Linked DNA regions of Muntiacus reevesi: region 1 is linked to region 2. Evidence: chromatin contacts called from public Hi-C data. All regions are on one chromosome and are shown on one strand. Each heading gives the region's core, a stretch centred on a gene start, on an enhancer-like site or on the middle of the called end of the contact. The rest is flanking DNA. Distances are from core to core; before and after follow the strand shown.

What was found. Hi-C and Micro-C count contacts between places; a contact is called where the count stands out from the background.
Region 1: a Hi-C map of muscle shows a contact between it and region 2, with 10 times the contacts expected there. The contact joins the promoter of SSBP1 here to the promoter of AGK in region 2. A contact is called at or near these places in 2 of 3 Hi-C or Micro-C datasets (blood and muscle).

The regions. Positions count from the first base shown.
Region 1 is chr6:99,518,072-99,520,814 of mMunRee1.1, forward strand. SSBP1 (single stranded DNA binding protein 1) reads left to right here and starts at 1,346. Exons shown (of 8, transcript XM_065939589.1): 1 at 1,346-1,429; 2 at 2,106-2,172. The coding sequence starts at 2,149.
Region 2 is chr6:99,331,133-99,333,832 of mMunRee1.1, forward strand. AGK (acylglycerol kinase) reads left to right here and starts at 1,387. Exons shown (of 17, transcript XM_065938703.1): 1 at 1,387-1,428.

The DNA of each region.
Region 1 (2,743 bases), core at 96-2,595, 190 kb after region 2:
GAAATCATCAGAGGGCAAGTTACAGTAGTAAACAGAGGCATGTAGGATGATTAATGTCTGAGCAAGGTCTGAAGGCAATTAACATGGTATGATTCCAGGACAAAACATGTTGAAGGTGGAAGTAAAACAGGTAAGCATCATGAAATATACCAACAAGGAAGTCATACTGTTAAGACTGGGTTAAGGTATGTGTTGGAAATCACATGAAATAGTTGATATTTTTTCCTCTTAGGGCAAAAATGGGCTATTGAAGAGTTTTAAGTAGGGTTCTGAGGAGATTTGCTGATTAGGATGATGTGGGTGTACGTTTTCTAGAAGTTGGACAGTGACAGGACCAGATGATGGAGAGGCCCGGGGAGGCGCCCCCCAGCCTGTATCCTACAATCTGTCAGCCTTCTTTCCCCTCTCTCACCAAGGCCAGGATTAGCGGGTGCAAGACAAAATTTAAGGGATGGCTAGGAAACCCAACACTCAAGACTAATATTTCATTTTAAAATTATTAAAATTAATGAAATCCACAATGAATTCTAAATGAAGTCAAGATCAGTAAACTTGAGTTAATTAAGAATGCCACTTCCTCGAGAAAAATTATCAGAGATGGAAATTCTTGCAATTGGAAATAAGGTAATCAAAGGCTTTTGAAAATATTATCGATTGTTTTACTTCCATTCAAGGTAGGAAGGTAAAATTATAATTGTTTTTGGTATTAAAAAATACTTATCTTAAAACAGTGTTGTGAGTTTTAATACACTGAATTTTTAAATATTCAATATTTCTTCAAGTATTTTAATGTTCTGGGAAAGAAATGTTCAAATACATAACAACTTGTACATAGGCACGCACGTTTTTCCTGGTGCCTTAGGAATCTACTTGGCTCATATACTGTATTTAATACAAATTATATGTTATTCATGGATTTGTTCCTTAATTCTGACTTAAAAATATTGCACTAATATTTATTTTGATACCCCCCCCCCCCTTTTTTTGGTGACCCTTAAATTGTGCACTTTCGGCTCTTTCCCCATTCCTTTTTCTGTTTTATTTTTATTTGTTGCTACTGTTTTTTTCTTCTTGCTTTGGGAGGCTTGAACCTTTCTAGTTTTTTCCAGAGGCGCAGCTACCCTTTTTTTCGCTCACCTTGCCGAGTCCTGGGCGGATCCCGGAAGCTCTTCAAATACAGTAATTTCATTTCATTAAAAAGTTAAAATCAGGTTAGCTTGCCGATAGGCAGTGTTAATATATTGCTCCCGTCCGGAAGGAGGCTCCCGGAACTACCGCGTTAAGGAGGCGTGTTTCCCGTAGCACCGGCCGGCTGCATTTTCACGATGCACGCAGAGGACTTTCCGGCTCTTCCTTCTCGCGAGCCTTGAGTCCCGGCAGCAGCCGGAAGCGATTCCCTGCCTGGAGGCTGTGCGGGCCAGAGCCTCAGGTGAGGGCGGGAGGAAGGGCGGAAGGCCAGAGTCTTGCGTTAGGTGTGCGTACGGCTGTTCGCGGCCCGGGAGGAGTTGCTTTGTCGGCGTGTAGACCTCCTCTTTTCGCGCGGAGGCCTCTGCTATCGTCGCACCTCCCAGGCTCTTTACGTTGTCGCTTGGGAGCGTCAGCTTTGAGCAAGGGCACCCGCACATTTAAGCGGTGAGAGGGAGAAGCCCAGGGATCGCCTTGTTCTTTGCAGACGGGATTGGAGGCAGTAATTTTTGCGGCAGCACGTTCCAGATTGCAGCCCCATGATAACATTTTAGTATTTGCTGAGCTCTTACTTTGTCTTAGGAGCTGTTTTAGAAGTATTGGGTGTAACCGTGAAGAAATAAGGCAGGAATCTCTGCCAGAAGGAAACTTGCGTTTTAATTGAATGTGAGAAAACAGTGGAATAGAAATTGGGGTAGAATCAGAATTTTTATGTGGGTTAAAAGAAGAGGAAGTTAAGGGGGACCAAAAAAACAGGTACGAGAGATTTTGGGGAGCGGGAGGAAATCCTTGTCTAATGTGCAGGGGCGTGATATGTTATGGTCGCAAGGTTGGTTGCATAAAAGCCCTGAATGCCTTTAGGAATTTTGGACTTAGTGAACTCGTGTTCTTGCTATAGGATATAATCTCTTTTTCTTCAGGAAAAGACTAAAGATTAGATTGGAAGAAAAGAGAGTAGAAGCCATGTTTCGAAGACCTGTAGTACAGGTAATCACTTCACGTTAATGTTGAGATGTGTTACTATAAACCATAGTGATCACATTTCTTTAGGGTTTTGCCTGCAGAGGCAGAAGTCCTTTGAGCCCACCTATCTTATGTGTACTTAGTTGGTATGAGGGTTGGAGCCAGATTTTGGTGGTAGGTGTAAGCTCAGTCGTGTCTGACTCTTTGCTACCCCATAGACTGTAGCCCACCCAGGCTCCTCTGTCCATGGGCTTCTCCAGGCAAAATACTGGAGTGGATGGCCATTTGCTGCTCCAGGGGATCTTCCCAACCCAGAGATCGAACCTGCATCTCTGGCATCTTCTGCATTGGGATGCAGATTCTTTACCACTTGAATAAATAATGTTCACTAAAGCAAAAAAAAAAAAAAAAAACAACAAACCACCACGTTTCTAGTTTATTCACATATGTGATGAGAGTAATTACTTTTTAAAACGTGTTACTTGCATGGAGATCAGTTAGAGAGCATTTAAAGTCCTTATTGATCTAAAATCAATGAGAATTGTTTCAGCTTTTTTTTTTTTTTAAATCACATGGTTTGTTTTCTGACCACCTA
Region 2 (2,700 bases), core at 137-2,636:
ATTCACTACATTGTGGATGCTTTGGAACTGTGGTGTTGGAGAAGACTCTTGAGAGTCCCTTGGGCTGCAAGGAGATCCAACCAGTCCATCCTAAAGGAAATCAGTCCTGAATATGCATTGGAAGGAGGACTGATGCTGAAGTTGAAACTCCAATACCTTGGCCACCCGATGCGAAGAACTGACTCATTTGTATCTGATGCTGGGAAAGATTGAAGGCAGGAGGAGAAGGGGATGACAGAGGATGAGATGATTGGATGGCATCACCAACTCAATGGACATGAGTTTGAGTAAACTCCGGGAGTTGGTGATGGACAGGGAGGTCTGGCGTGCTGCAGTCCATGGGGTCACAAAGAGTAGGACATGACTGAGTGACTGAACAGAACACTGTGGCCAGAGGTGTTTAAAATGCAAATCAGATCACGTCATTCCCTTGACCCTCCAGGTCTTCCCATTCCGTTGTCTATAACGTCGTCGGAGCTCCTTACTACCTTGGCCTGTCTTGCCCACCTTTCCGCCTTCACCCTGTCACCTACTCCTTAGTTCTTTCTGTTTCACCCACACTGGCCCCTGACTTGGTAAACTGCCTCAGACTTTACCGCTTTTGCCCTGATTGTTCCCTTCCTCAGGCTCTTTTCCTCTAGAAAAGAGGACCTTGCTTGACCTGCTCCTTCTCACCTTCAGGTCTCAGATTAATTGCCCCTTAACGGGAGAGGCCTAACTTAAAATAGTTTTCTCCACCCACTCTCGATCACCTGTTTTCATTTTCTTGTGTACATGTTTAGTGGCTAAATCGTGTCGGACTCTTCGCCACCCCATGGACTGCAGCCAGCCAGGCGCCTCTGCGCTCGACTGTCTCCCCGAGTTTGCTCAAATTCATGTTAATAATGAATGAGCGGTTTATATCACTGCCTAAAATTCTCTGATTGGGCGCCAGGCCCTAAAACAGTGCTTGCCTTTTAGGCTTCTCATAAAATATTGTTGAGCGACAGAGGGATAAGTGGTAAGGATGAATGGATGAATAAGTGAGTGAGGAGTGAAGTCGCTCAGTCGTGTCCGACTCTTTGGGACCCCATGGACTGTGGCCCGCCAGGCTCCTCGGTTCCACGGGATTCTCCAGGCAAGAATACTGGAGTGGGTTGCCATTTCCTTCTCCAGGAGATCTTCCCGACAGAGGGACTGAACCCAGGTCTCCCGCATTGTAGGCAGACGCTTTACCGTCTGAGCCGCAAGGATGGAGATCAAATAAATGTTTGATCAAAAGCCGAAGGCAGTCCCCTGGCGGCGGCGGCCCCTGCAGGCCGCGCCCTCCCTGCGCGTCAGGAACCCGCGGCGGAACCCGAGGGCGGCGGTAGCTGTTTCCCTTCAAAGAGCGGGGGACTCTTAAGGGAGCACACAGGAAAAGCTGGGCGGCGAGCGGGACCGGCCGTGGTGAGTGCGGCGGTGCTGGCGCTGGGAGCCGGGAGCGGGTTTCGGGGACCGTGCAAGCGCTGGCGCGCTGGACTCGGGGGTGTGGGGCGGAGCCCCGGGGGCCGGGCCTAGGTGGCCGCTGTCGGAACGCGGCTGCGGACGGAGGGTGTGGGAGCGAGGGCCGGACGGAGCGGCACTGGGAGAGCTCCGAGCATCGGATGGCGGGGTTCCTGTTGCCCCTGCGGGAGGCACGTGTCCTGGGCTCTGGCCCCAGAGCTGTCGCTAACTTGTGCGACCCTTTCCTTTTCTTGGGGACGGGGGTAAGGTGGGGGGTGGGGTGGGGAGAAGAGAGCGATTCAGCTAACTTATTTGCAAAATAGGGTTACTGGTCTCTGGTCGGTTGATTCATTCATTTCAGCTGCGTTACTAGGTTCTGTTTGTTAGAACCTGTTTTGTGAGGGTTCATCGTCTAAGGAAAGCCCCACCGTTTGTGAGGGGGGTCGAATACAATTGGAATTTGGGAGTTCTTAGGGGAAAAGCAAACATGCCTTTTGGATGAGCGGTGCAACCATTATTTCTCCAATGACTATTATATGCCAACTTTTATTTTTTTATAAAATAAAATAAATTTATTTTTATAAAATATATATATATATATTTACTGTGGTTGGGGAATAGGAATTCTGTTGGGTACTTAGAAAGCATATACATTGGTAACTCATATGTTGCATATTGTGATGATGACCTAAATAAGGAGATATTTACAAAGTGCTTCCACACCTGGTACAATGGTAACTTTACCACCAAATGAGTTGATCAGAGCAGGTGTATCCTCATTTTGGGGTCGCAAAGAATCGGACACAACTGAGAGACTGAACTGAACTGATCCGCATTTATTCATGAAAACATAAGAGACGGGTTAAATGACTTACCCAGGCTCTCACTGCCAATAAGTGACAAAAGTAGGACTTGAATCTAAGCCGCAGTCTTAGACCAGTGTCCTTTCCACTGCTCTAGGCTGCTTGCATGTTTCTGCACTAGTTTTATAATGCATAAACCCATTCATTTGTGACGCCAGGCAGTTCCAGTGAGTCATGGGTGGCCTTAAAACAGACTCTTAAAACTCTTAAATTGTTCTCTAATTTCTGTCCTTGCCCTGGGTATTTTATCTGCAATCCATCTTGACCTCCTTCACACTGAATCCCAAATCTATATCTTCTATCCAGTTTCTCCTGGCTTCTAACTGCTAAGTCCAGATACCCATTGATCATTTCCATTGGATCCCCCATGGGA